2 separate regions of the Muntiacus reevesi genome follow, and region 2 is linked to region 1. A link is a contact called in public Hi-C data. All regions are on one chromosome and are shown on one strand. Each heading gives the region's core, a stretch centred on a gene start, on an enhancer-like site or on the middle of the called end of the contact. The rest is flanking DNA. Distances are from core to core; before and after follow the strand shown. Region 1 holds the start of RNF187 (ring finger protein 187). Region 2 holds the start of ARF1 (ADP ribosylation factor 1).

Region 1 (6,559 bases), core at 251-2,750:
AAATCATCTCTTCTTTCTCTCTTCTAGGTCAGTACCCAAAAAGAGGGCAGTCACCTGGAATCTAGAAGAGGTCCTCACCAGAACCCACCCACACTGGCACCCTGATCTCTATTCCCAGCTTATACTCTGTTGTTTAAGCTCCCCAGTTTGTGGTATTCTGTCATAGCAGCCCAGATGGACAAGGGACAGTCTTCAGTATCAAGAACAATATTTTGTATTGACAGATGGAACCCTATAGTGCAGGCGTGAGGCTTTCCAGATATAAGGAAGGAAGGAAAGAAAGAAAGAGGGTTTCCCTGGTGACTCAGTGGTAAAGAGCCTGCTTGCCAATTTAGGAGACATGGTTTGACCCCTGATCTGGAAGGATCCCACATGCCGAGGAGTAACAAAGCCCGTGTGCCACAGTATTGAGCCTGTGCTCTAGAACCAGGGAACCACAGCTGTTGAACTCAGAAGCCTCAACTGTTAAGCCCACGCACCACACTGCTGAAATCCCTGTGTGTTAGAGCCTGTGCTCTGCAACAAGAGAAGCCCGCTCAATGGGAAGCCCACCCATCTGAAGGGTGACTCCCCCACCCATGGCAGCTAGAGAAAACACTTGCAGCAACAGAGACCCAGCACAGCCAAAGAAACGAAAACAAACGCTCATGAATTGTTTGAAAAAGAGTGAAAAAGTGACTGAAGGAAGGAAAGAGACAGTGAGAGGGGAGAGAAAGGCAAAGAAAGAAGCAGAAAAAGAAAGAAAAGCAAAGAAAGAGGGTCTCCAGCTTAACCACCAGGGACAGACAATGCTTGGGAATAGCCTGTAAAAGTAGTTTAAAAGGGGGGTTGGATAATTTTTAACCTCTCCCCTCAAAGAAGCACCTCCTCCCAAATAAACACCTCCCACTTATAATTTCTAGAGTACAGTGCCTAGATTGCATAAATACATTGAATAAAGGGTTGCATGCTTGAAATGAGCACAGTTTTATCCTCCCGGATTTTTGTGATACATGAATGAAACTATCCTTTCCTCCTAGGTGAATGTGCAGTAAGCTGTCTCCTCACTCAAGAAGAAGCCAAATCATTTTAAAATTGTCACAAACAAGCATTTCATACAACTCAAACAATGCAATGACAAACACATAGTTGTTTTTGTTTTTGTTTTCTCCCCCTCCCTCAATGAATGTTGCTTCTTTCCAGATCGCTAGTTACTTGCTGTTAACACAGAGCCTACGGGGAGGGAGGCAGATTCTGCAGAGAGAGCATCCTGCAGGTAAAGAAAAGACAGCACAAAGGTTATCTGAGGAAAAGTTTTAATTGTTTACAGTTGCTTGCTGCAGGAAAGGAGGTGGTGGAAATCCCAGGGTGTGCTGTGGAGCTTTGCTCAGAAATGGTAAACTTCACGCAATGCTTGCTGGATTGCGAAGAAGTAAAAGACGGCTCAGACAGCCTTTGTCCTGCCGCTTGGCTTCCAGCGGACACCCTGCGGACAAAAACCATCCTGCTACCACCGAGGGATGCCCTTCGTGGCACGGAGTTGGGGATCCCAGTCTCCCGTGCCTTTCCCACTGCAGCGCTGGCATCCGGAGCCCATCAAACTGCCCGCCCGCCTAGGACGTGAGATAGGCAGAGCTGCTGGCCCGCATTGTTTGCAAGATGACTGGGGTCGCTTCCTGAAGTCTTTTCCAAACGCCCGTATTGGCCAAGCGACTTCTGTGCCCATTTTATTTCAGCAAATTAGAAGAGTAGGGCTGCAATCTAATCCCAGAGCCAGGTGTGAGTGAAGGACAGAAATCACAGCTGCAGAAGTGAAAGAGGACCGAGAAATGGAATCTGAAGCAGCAACGGACGGACAGCTTGTGGACTTATTTCCATTTCAGCACCCATGCAGACACACAGAGGCAGGACATGCTCACCCACCGACTTCTGAGCTGAGACAGTCACACCAGGGTGGACCAGAAGGCGTCAGAGGCAAGGCTGGGGTCAGTGGGATGGAAAGCACCCAGTCCCCCTCCCTAAAACCCGTGTGAAGCTGTGGTTCAAGGACGGTTCTGATTGTTCTTCCAGGGGAATGCCACCCCCTGCCCCATATATACACCGTGTTTTTCTCCTACCCCCATCTGACTACGTTAATTTCAAGGTCATAAGATGTGTTGAAACTGAATCCAGCAGCTCCCAGCAGTATTGAGGAAATACAGAAAACACAAGACTTGAGATTTATGGCAATAATTTTCTATATTTTATTGATAAATTTTACATTTTTGGTATTTTCAGGAGATGTAGTCTGGACCTGGGAAGGGAGAGCTGGGAGTTGGGCGAGGAGGGCTGTAGAGCGGGGTCGTTGGGGGCTGCTGGGGGAGAAGTGTCCAGAGGAGGCCAGGAGCCCGGCAGAAGGGATGGGAGTGATGGGTTTTTCGGGAGGAAAAGTTGGGGGCTGAGGGGTTTAAGAAGGGTTCTGGGAGATGGGCGGAGTGGAGGTTAAGGAAAGGTGCCTCACCCTTGGCGTACCCAGTGGACACCCAGCCTCACCATGGTGGTTTTGTCCAAAGCCCTCCTCACCCAACCCCCTCCCTCCACAAAGCAGCAGCCTTCCTGTGTGCATACTGGTGAAAACATTAAGGCACAAATGTGCACAAAATACAAGAAATTCCAAACTCAGACACTAAATTGAAGGACGCTGCAGAAGTGCTGGAATAAGGGAAAGCATTGGAAAGCTCAAAGAGGGGCCTTAGCCAATACGTTTGTGGTGAGTGAGAGTGAAAGTCGCTCAGTCGTGTCCAGCTCTTTGCGACCCCGTGGATTAGAGAGTCCATGGAATTCTCTAGGCCAGAATACTGGAGTGGGTAGCCTTTCCTTTCTCCAGGGGAATTTTCCCAACCCAGGGATCGAACCCAGGTCTCCCGCATTGCGGGCGGATTCTTCACCAGCTGAGCCACCAAGGAAGCCCTTGTCGTGAGGGGAGAAGGAGGTGAGTTTGAACCAATCCACATGGGCCCTTTTGGGGAAATAGCGGAGGCGGCTGCTCACTTGGCTCCTGCCCCGGCAGTCGCGCGGCTGTACTGGGGGGCAGACACGGCAGGGAAAGTTCCCCACCCGGCCCCAGCCTCCACTCCACCTGCGCCTGTACGCAGCCCGCGCCGCTTGCCACCCGCTTGCGTCCTGGCACTGCGGCACTCCTGCGCCATGGAGCTCCACTCCAGCTCCCTTGCAGTCCTTTGTCCGCGGGCCCCTCTATCCCGCCTCGTTGCACTGCTGCAGATTCCGAGCCCGGCTGCCCTTCTGCGCGCTACTCTCTGTGTCCAGGAAGCCCCTTCGCGCTGGATCCCAGCGCCAGGCCAGCCTGGAGCGACTCTGCGGGGGCCGACCCTCACCTCGAGGTGCCTCCGCGCAGAGCCGTCCTGAGACGGGGAGGCTGGCCACGCCACAGCTGTTCTCAGGCCACCCGCCTTGGCATGACTTGTGGGGCTTTTCTGAGTGCCCTCGGTTTTTCTTTCGTTGTCTTGTCAAGGGGGTGGCGTCCAGAATTTTGGGAGCGTCTGAGTTCTCCCCACACCTCTGGGAAGAGGAGTTGGGGGGGGGGACGGGGAGCGGGGTGCGATGGTGGGTTGGGCTTGGAAATCGTCAGTCACGGGTCTGGACAGGGCAAAGAGCTCACAACCAGGACCAGGAGACTCCTTCGAGGTGAGCCGAGACCCCAAGCTCGCCTTCCTTTGGTGTTGTCTAACACCCTTAGGTTCTGGTCCAGCGTTCTTCCCAGAGTCCTATGCTGGAACACCAAGTAAGTCCTACCAGCCTCCAGAATTATGAAAAATAAATATCTGTTGCTTTTAATCCACCTAGTCTATGGTATTATAACAATCCAAGCAGGCTGAGATGAGGAGCCAAGGAATATGCCACCTCCATTTTCAGTCCTATGGTTCAAATTACTTTGTCACTTTTGGTCCTGACTCATCAAGACGAAATGGATTTCATTTCCTAGAAAATTTACCTGTGCCACTTTATTAAGGTATTATATTAGTATTTACTTGAGCTGATGCAAACTGGCCCATTTATTTTTTATTCTAGATTTAAGAGCTCTGTGGGATAAGGCAGTAGTTATTCATTTGACTTATTTAAGGAAGGACGGGTTTGAGTAATTTAAAAAATCCAGGAAGAAATTTGAAATTTTATTTATTTTGGTAAAAAACACATGAGCTTACTCTTAATAGATTTTAAGTGTATAGTACAATATTCAGTTATTTATATTCTGCTGTTCATACAATGAGTTGCTAATGACACTTCACAGCTCAGGGCTCATTACTATCATCGATTTGAGTAAGCACCGCCTCTTGTTTATTTACAGATATATGTATATATAAAAGTGTAAATATGTATATTCCCAAATATCTTCCCTCTGCCCATTTTTCTTGCTTGCCTGCTTTCCAGTGTACTTTTTAAAAAAGTCTAATGAAGTACTGGAAATATTTTGAAGATGTGATATTGTGATATATAATAAATATATATTTAGTCTTCCTCCCTATTCCTGGCACAGAGCTCCAAAAACCCTTGGGATTTCCTAAGTGATGAGAACATAAGTGTCTTGATATTCAAAACAGACCTCTGCTGATGACACCAGACTGTGTTAGTAAGGTGACTTTTGGAAAGTCCTTGAGGATGGGGGCAGTCTCCAGGGGCACCAACTCAGTGAGACAGGGTTGGAAATTTTAATGCCACCCTGACGTCCTGGGAGGGGACAGGGGCTAGAGGTTGAATCCATTATCAGTGGCCAATGATTTAATCAATCATGGCTATGTAATGAAGCTTCCATAAAAGCTCAAAAGGATGGGGTTTGGGGAGATTTCAGGTCAGTGAACATCTAGAGGTTTGGAGAGAGTGGTGTGCCCAGAGAGAGCATGAAAGCTCTGCACGCTTTCCCCTTATCTTGCCCTATGCAGCTCTTTCACTTGGTTGTTTCCAGGTTACATGCTTTTATCATAAACTAGTGATGTGTTCTGTGTTCTGTGAGCCACTCCAGCAAATTAATGGAACTGAGGAGGAGGGTATGGAAACCTCTGATCTATATATAGTCAGTGGCTCAGAAGCATAGACAACCTGGTCTTGGGAAGGAACTAAAGGTTCTTTGACTTTGTTTTATGGCTAAACTATTTTGTCTTGTTTGACTGTTTTCCTTTGTTTTTGCATTTTCTCATTTCTCTGATTAAGTTTGTTGTTTGGAACTAGGTGGAAGCCTAGGAGTCTGTCTGCAGGGAAGGCCTTGCAGAGTCCTGCTGGGTTTCCTAAGTAGAGTTTGGAGACCAGAAGGGGGAGCTCTCCTGTGCTGCAATGACAACTGAGCCCAATAGGAAGAAGAATGCTCCTCTTTTTTGGCAAGGACTCAGCCAATGAAGACATGGACTCTGTTTACTGGAGCCCTCCCAACTTTCTTTTCCTCTTCATAAAAGTGTTCTTCCTTTGCCCTATGGAAATATGAATGTGGCTCACCACGGTTGCAGACCCCTAGTTGCAATTCTCTGCTGATCCCAAATAAATTCACGCTTGTTTCAGGTTAGCAAACTTCAACACTTCTTTTATCTTTTTTTGCTGGACTCAATTCAACCCATAACAAATGGTTAGTTCTTCTCTGGTTAGTTCTTTCTTCCCCATCCCCACACCCATAAATAAGTTTAAAGAAACATTTCCTTTAAGTTTGGCTTATTGGGTCCCACACATTTTGACATGTAGTTATTTCTGTGTGGATCACAACAAACTCTGGAAAATTCTGAAAGAGATGGGAATACCAAATCTCCTGAGAAATCCGTATGCAGGTCAAGAAGCAACAGCTAGACTAGGACATGAAACAATGGACTGGTTCCAGATTGGGAAAGGAGTACGTCAAGAATGTATATTCTCACCCTGCTTATTTAACTTGTATGCAGAGTACATCACGTGAAGTGCCAGGCTGGATGAAGCACAAGCTGGAATCAAGATTGCCAGGAGAAATATCAATAACTTCAGATATGCAGATACACTACCCTGATGGCAGAAAGGGAAGAGGAACTAAAGAGCCTGTTGGTGGAAGAGGAGAGTGAAAAAGCTGACTAAAAACTCAACATGCAAAAAACTAAGATTTGTGGCAAATAGATGGGGAAACAATGGAAACAGTGACAGTGACATTTTCTTGGTCTCCAAAATCACTGCAGATGGTGACCGCAGCCATGAAATTAAAAGACGCTTGCTCCTTGGAAGAAAAGCTATGACAAACCTAGATAGCATATTTAAAAAGCAGACATCACTTTGCTGACAAAGGTCTATATAGTCAAAAGATTTGAGAGATGATGGACCATAAAGAAGGCTGAGGACTGAAGAATTGATGCTTTTGAACTGTGGTGGTGGAGAGGACTCTTGACAGTTCCTTGGATAGCAAGGAGATCAAACCAGTCAATCCTAAAGGAAATCAACCCTGAATTGGAAGGACTGATGCTGAAGCTGAAACTCCAGTACTTTGGACCCTGATGTGAAGAGCAGACTCCTTGGAAAAGACCTTGATGGTGGGAAAGATTGAAGGCAGGAGGAGAAGGTGGTAGCAGAGGATGAGATG
Region 2 (6,527 bases), core at 1,600-4,099, 440 kb before region 1:
AATGGTCCTGGGCTGTTCCTGTGAGCTGGGCCAGAGAGAGGATGCAGGGAAGGGAGGAGCCTGCATGATACGGGGACACTGAGGCAGGAGTGGGTATGCTCAAAGAGTCTCAAGGTGAGAGAGGCCCCAGAGTCAGTCCACTCACAGGCATGGAACTGGGCCATGGTCCTCCCACTGACTCTTGACTGCCATGCGGCTCTCGGTGGGCACACCCCCACGCCAAACACAGGCTTCCGACATACCTAGCTGTCCCCAGACTCCAACCCAGGCCCAGGACAAGGGGCAGAATGGCCTGGGGATGGGCATGGGCATGGAGGGCATGCAGGTGCCGTCCCAGGACCCACACCACCAGAACAGCTGTAATAATCCCTGAAGCCTGCACCAGGAGGAACACGCAGGAGAGAGGGCTTTGAGGGCGGGTCCTAGAGAAGAAGGGCTCTGAGCTGAGCAGAGGGAAGGGTTGGGTCCTCTTCACATCCCACCCGTATCTGGGACAGAAACCTGTCTCAGGGTCCCCTCTGGGCTCAGGGGTTCTTTAGAGGCCAGCTCACCAGGGGAGGGCAAGCAGGCAGAGACACTCCAATCTGCTCACCATCTCGAGAAGTTTAAGAGGATACAGTTCTGCAACTAGGTCCTGGGTGTTGAGTGCCTTAATAAGTACTGAGCTCCCCATCACTGGAGGAATCCAAGATAATGTTGCAGCCTACAGAAGCACTGAAGCTCCAATGTCTTCAGAGGCAGGGAAGGGACAGAGGAAGAGATGCTGGCAACAAACATGCTAGGATCCGAGATCCAGGGGCTCAATTCAAACTGTGTGAGCTTGGGTGGGCTTGCAACCTCTCTGACTGCCAGTAGGCTGGCACAAATGTTGCCCACCTCACAGATGCCACACATAGAAGCTGCATGAAGTACTTACCAGGCTGGGGGTCTTAGAGGGTGTACTCATATTCCCTCTCCCTCCTGCCTTGGCCCCTTTGCTCTTTCTGGTACTTCTGTTCCTCTAACCACCCTTCCTAGGGTTTAGCATCCCTGTGTCTGATCTTGTCTCTGGACTCAGGCGCACCCCCCACCCCCCACCCCCAGAGGGGAGGAACTTAGCCCCAGACTTCCACTCTAGGTAAAGCTGAAGGTGAGGATCTGGGCTGAGGGCTTTGAACCTGACAGTGGATGTGGCCATGGATGCTGGCAGGCACTCTAGTCGGCTCATTCTGCCCTCTCCTGGCCAAAGCTGGGCAGGTACACAGCTTTTCCATCCCTGGAAAGGGGACAGGGAGATCCTGGTGGGCATTAAGGCCTCATTTTCCCAAGGCAATTGCCTAGTACCTCCTGACTCTCTAACGTCTCCTGCTTGGGGCAGGGATCCTTCCCCTGATGTGCCCACCCTGGGCCCCCATACCTGTCTGGTCTGAAGACACCCTCTTTTCCCAAGGAGGGGGCCAGACCAGGAGAAAAGAATCAGGAAGCAGGTAAATTCAGTAACCTGGGGTTTACAGAGGAATCCACCTTATTTTTTAAAACTGTGTATGTATCTTTGACATGCTCCTTCCTGTCTATTTAAGGACATTCCTGAGGACACAATCATTTACAGGCATTCAGCTGTGGGTCAGTTCTCTAGGGAAGAGAGCCGGTACCACCAGAAGGTTCTGTGCCCCTCTCTGGAGATACAAAACCCTGAGGGAACGTTGAGTGAGCATTGTGATGTGTTTATAGCAATGGGGGGCGGGTGGCAGAAGTTGAGGTGCAGAGCACACACTAGATCTTCCATAAATGATGAGGTCTGGGGGAGGCTGGGGCTCAAAACAAGAATCTGGCTCACAAGATTGAGGGCCCTCAGCCTCTCGGAAGAGGAGGTCATCAGTGTTTGGTGCAGGAGGGCTGCCTGGGGGTGGTGGGCAGCCCCAGGGAGGGCTGGTGAGGTCCCAGCCACCCCAGCAGAAAACGGAGGCCCCAAGAGGAGTGGGTAGGTGGGGGGGGGGGGGGGGGTGGGACAGGAGAGAGGTGACAGGAGGCTGCCGGCATGCTCCACAACACATGTCTTGTCTGCCAGGCAGGCCCCTGGACCAAGGCCCAGGTAATGACCTGCTTTGTGCTCTCCACAACATGCAAGATACCAAGTGAAGGCTGCCCAGCAATCCCACCTATGCCTCTTGATTGGGGGACCCATCCCAGCAGCTGGAGGATAGTACAGGAGAGTGTTCAAGTAGCACAGGAGCGGAGCGATGGTACGGGGGGAGGGCGGGGGGGGGCTCGGGTCGGCAGGCCACTCTGAGTTCCCAAGTAGGGGGCCACAGTAAGGCCCGAGCCTGGAGAACATGGAGAGGAACGACAACAGGCCCCCTCTCCCTTCTGATCAGCTTAGGGAGGCTTCCCAGAGGTGGGGCTCTCCTGTGTCACCTGGATCCCGCTTAGGTGGCACCCCAGGGCAGCACTGTTCCCTGCCCAGCTTTGGCTACTTGCTCCACCCGTGCTACTAGAGGTCTTCTCCATTTGATCTTGACTCTTGCTTCTCCAGGTCGCTCCACGACCGCGCAGAGGACAGCGTGGGTCCCTGCGGTCACCGGGGCTGAGGCTGGAGAGGGGAGCTGGCATCCAGAACGGCCGCCCCGGGACCACAGAGCCCGCCTGAGACTCAGTCTCTGCATCTGCCAAATGGGCTTGAGAACTCACCCCCGGGCAGATTACCGACTGTCGCGCGCAGGCGCAGCCGGACTCTGCCTGCGCTGGGCGCGCTGGGGACGCGGGGGGCGCGCGCAAGCGCAGCGGTGAACGAGGCGTCCTCCCTGAGCCCCGCGCCTACCCAAGGTCCTGTCCCTACCTCCCGCACAGAGTCTGCGCGTGCGCACCGCAAAGGGAGAGTGGGTGGGACCGCGGGGGGGACTGCCCCGTTCCCCAGCGTCCCCCGCGGCAGCAGGCACTGACGTGGCCGCCGTCAGAGCCGCCATCTTGTGGGAGCGAAACCAACGCCTGCCTCCGAGCAGCATCTGCGCCGCGGCCTCCGAGGGTGAGGCTGGGCTGGGGCCGAGGCGGGGGCGGGGGCCGAGTTGAGGCCCGGCGCGAGGCTGAGCCGGGGCGGTGAGGGCCGAGACAGGGGCCGAGGTGAGGCCAGGCCTGGCGAGGGGCGAGGTGAGAGCCGACGTGAGGCCGGGCCGGGGGCCGAGGCGAGGAGTCGAGGCGGAGAGCCAAGGCCCGGCGGGCCCAGGGTCGAATAGAGGCCGGGGGTTGAGGCGAGTCTAGGCCAGGTTGGGGGTTCGGGCTGGGCTGGGGACCGGGGCGGGGCGGGGCAGGGTGGGTGCGGAATGCGGGGCCAGGGGTCTAGGCTGGGATGGGGGTCGAGTCGGGGCCGAGCTGGGGCGGGGGCTGAGTCGGGGCCGGGGAGGGGGTCTATCTGGCCACCCTCTTACCAAGCCCCCCAGAGTGGCCGGGGCGGGCTCCCGGAAGTCCGGCCCGCAACGCGGACTCTCCAGGAAGCCCCGCTTTTGCTCCGCCTCCAAGGCCTCCAGTCTCGGGGTCGCAAGGACCAGGAAACTGAGGCCCGCAGCCCGGGACACGGCCAAGGTCACACGATGGCCAGGGTTTGAGCCCAGTTCCTGTTTATTCTGAGGACAGAGCCGGCGAGGCCGGGCGGAGCCCCGGGTTCCTAGGCGCGTGCTGTTGCGCTTGGGTCTGAGTAGGAGCGCCTATGGCCAAGGAAGCCCTCGATGGACGCGTCTATGGCTTTGTAGGGCCCCTTTATCCAAGATTGCTGCAACCCCGGGATTGCTTCCTGGGTGCTTTTGACATGGATTAGAATGCACTTCCGAGCTGGTGAATCTTTAACCTACCTATAGAACGCGACCTGGCAGAGTTGAGGCAGCCTCCCTAGCAGAGCGTCCTAACGCTTTCCAGTCTAAACAGTTACGGACGGTAAAACAGTAGCTTTGTTAATAAGGCTTGGCAATTAATTTCAGAGTACTTAAATATTAGCTAACCAGTTGAGCACTTTTCAGCGCTCAACAGAACACCAAGTTGCTGTTTCTAGCGAAATCTAGCGAAATTGCACAAGAAATCACTGGCAGGAGACGGGCAATTCAAACGCTTTGGGTGGCCCCGGAAGTCACTGTTGAGAACTGTGTAGTTGTAGTCGTAACTGATGTAGTTGGTGTTGGAGTGGTCAGCTCTTGTTCTTGTTTCAGAACTAGTGGTCAGCGTTTTTTTTTTTTTCCCCTGCTGGCTGTTTGCATGGTTGCTCCTGCGTTTTTGGCAGAGTGTCTGAAGGAGTGTGAGATGCCATGGCGTGTGCTATGTCCTTGGGAGTTTTCAGAAACCATCATGAGTAGCCAAAACTGGAAGAACTTTGGATGCATGGTGTTGCTGAGTCCAAAATTATGAGTAATTGAGTGTATGTGTTTATCACAAATATGGCCACTCTGTTACAGTGTGCTATGTTCCTCCCATAAAGGTTTTCTCTAGTTAATGGGTAGAATGTAATGTGTCTCTTCACTGGGAATGTCCTGTTGAAAACAAATCCTTGTCACTTGGTCATTAGAAATCTGTTTCCTGTGATGGCTAACTTCAGATACAAGTATTCAAAATTGCTACTTCAGAAAGATTTAAAATAGTTGGTTTGGATGATAGCTGACTCACATGCTGTCTGCTCATCATTGTAAGAAAGTTAGAAAGCAAAAACTGGTTCTGTGCTTCTCACAGTTCTGGTTTTTTAAATTGTGCGGTTTAGCTATTTGCTTTGCCTCTTGCGCAATGTGAAGGGGACGGACGTTCAGACCTGCTAAGCCACCTTTTCCAAAGATCACGACAGGCTTGAAACTACAACAAGGTACACCTTGAGTTTTCTGTTGACTTTAGTAAAATTTAGTATGGACCCTCGAGTTGCTCTCCATGGTCAAATGACCTTAGGAATAAACCTAACAAAGTGGGGAAAACCCTTGTGCAAGTTCATAAATAGTATATTAACTTGGTTTGAGAGAGTTGAATCAATTTTCTTTAAGTTCTTCAAATTGGATGTTCCCTTGATACATGAATTTAAGTCTGCTCTTGATCACAGGTCAGGCTCACCGAGCATTTCTGTAGCCCTCCCGAGCATTGTGATCCCTTACCAAGCTGGTGTTCAAACCCATCTAGCCTGTGCTTCCTATACCACTTATGACTGTCTCTGTGCACAGCATTCCATAGTCTCCCCTTTGACCTTCCAACCTTTGTAGGATTAGGAGAATGAAGGAAGTAAAATGCACATCTGTCAGAGGTTGGAAAAGAAACATGAAAAATTCCTTTCAGTTGGGATCTTAAAATTAGGTAAGAACTTAATCTCTTTTGTGATCCGTCTGCTCCTCATTGATGTGGATGGTATTAGAAATGTCCTCCTAGCACCATCCGAAGTGGTCTTTTGGAAATGTTTTTGACCTAACAGTGGGTTGGGTGTAATGCTTCCTACTGGCAAGTAAAGGAGGGCTTGGGAATGTGTGAGTATGAGAAAGGGTGGTTGGTTAATTTCAGAATGTGAGCCAAGGTGAGGGGAGTACTTCATCCTTATCCTTTTGTGATTGTTAAAAATTCTTTAACATATAGCATCTGTTACAGCTGTATAGCTGTAACACTATTCTGGAAGGTACTTCAGCATTCTTAGATGGATCAGATGGCCTGATTAGCTAGAAAAAATGTGGCAGAGTTTAACACAAACACATCAAATGCTCCTTATTTGTAGGAGAATCTGTTAGGCCCTCACCCAGTTCTTTCACTTAAGCTTCCTTATATGAGTGGGTAGAAATAGTGAAGCTATCTGTTGCAGGAACTAACCTCAATATTCCTAACAAACTCATGTTTCCTGATTTTTGCGTATGTTGGAGACTGAACTGGGCATCCTTTCATCGGCAAATAGGAAGGGAAGAATAGGACTTCTCACTGACTAAAAGAGACAGAAAGCATCCAAGGCAGGCAGATTTTTACACACATAGCACTTGGGAGTGCTTCTTTTCAGGAGGCAAACATTTTTACACACCTGAGGTGACAGAGGTGACTGTTAGTGTGCAGCATAAATTAACAAGAGTCCCAGTTGTGATCCATGCACAGTTTCAGAAGGTCACATTTTATCATATGACACTGTCTTTCGTTTTCTAGTTACATTTTAGTTGGGGCAGCATGGGTTTTTTGCAGTCCAGTGAGTATGTTGGTTATATTGTCTCCTAGCTTCCTTCTGAATGGTAGAGGTGATGCTGTGAAATGCATGGGAGTGTTGGCTCTGATCTTTTTAAGGAACCTGAATTTGGTCTGATCTTTCCTAATAGTCCCCTCTTGCTGGCATCTGAAACATCTTGTGGAGTGACAGCTATAGGCTTTGGAAATGCCAGAGGGCGGGAGGTACGGTGACCAGGACCAGGCACAGGCAGACAGTGATGGGGAAGCACCCTTTGAAAAAAGAGATGGTGGGACTTGCCAGTAAACAGATTGGGGAGGAGAGGGACAGAGTGGGATTGTGGGTATCCCTGAAGTTTGGGTCTGAGGAACTGGGAGGAAGTTGCACAGGATTAAAGTGG

The links. A called contact is a pair of places that touch in the nucleus more often than the background predicts.
Region 2: a contact with region 1 is called in a Hi-C map of blood, with 8 times the contacts expected there. The contact joins the promoter of ARF1 here to the promoter of RNF187 in region 1. A contact is called at or near these places in 2 of 3 Hi-C or Micro-C datasets (blood and muscle).

What each region holds. Positions count from the first base shown.
Region 1 is chr1:181,464,783-181,471,341 of mMunRee1.1, reverse strand. It overlaps RNF187 (ring finger protein 187), which reads left to right and starts at 1,500. Exons shown (of 6, transcript XM_065915341.1): 1 at 1,500-1,599; 2 at 3,241-3,359. The coding sequence starts at 1,500.
Region 2 is chr1:181,910,727-181,917,253 of mMunRee1.1, reverse strand. It overlaps ARF1 (ADP ribosylation factor 1), which reads left to right and starts at 2,849. Exons shown (of 5, transcript XM_065917305.1): 1 at 2,849-3,001.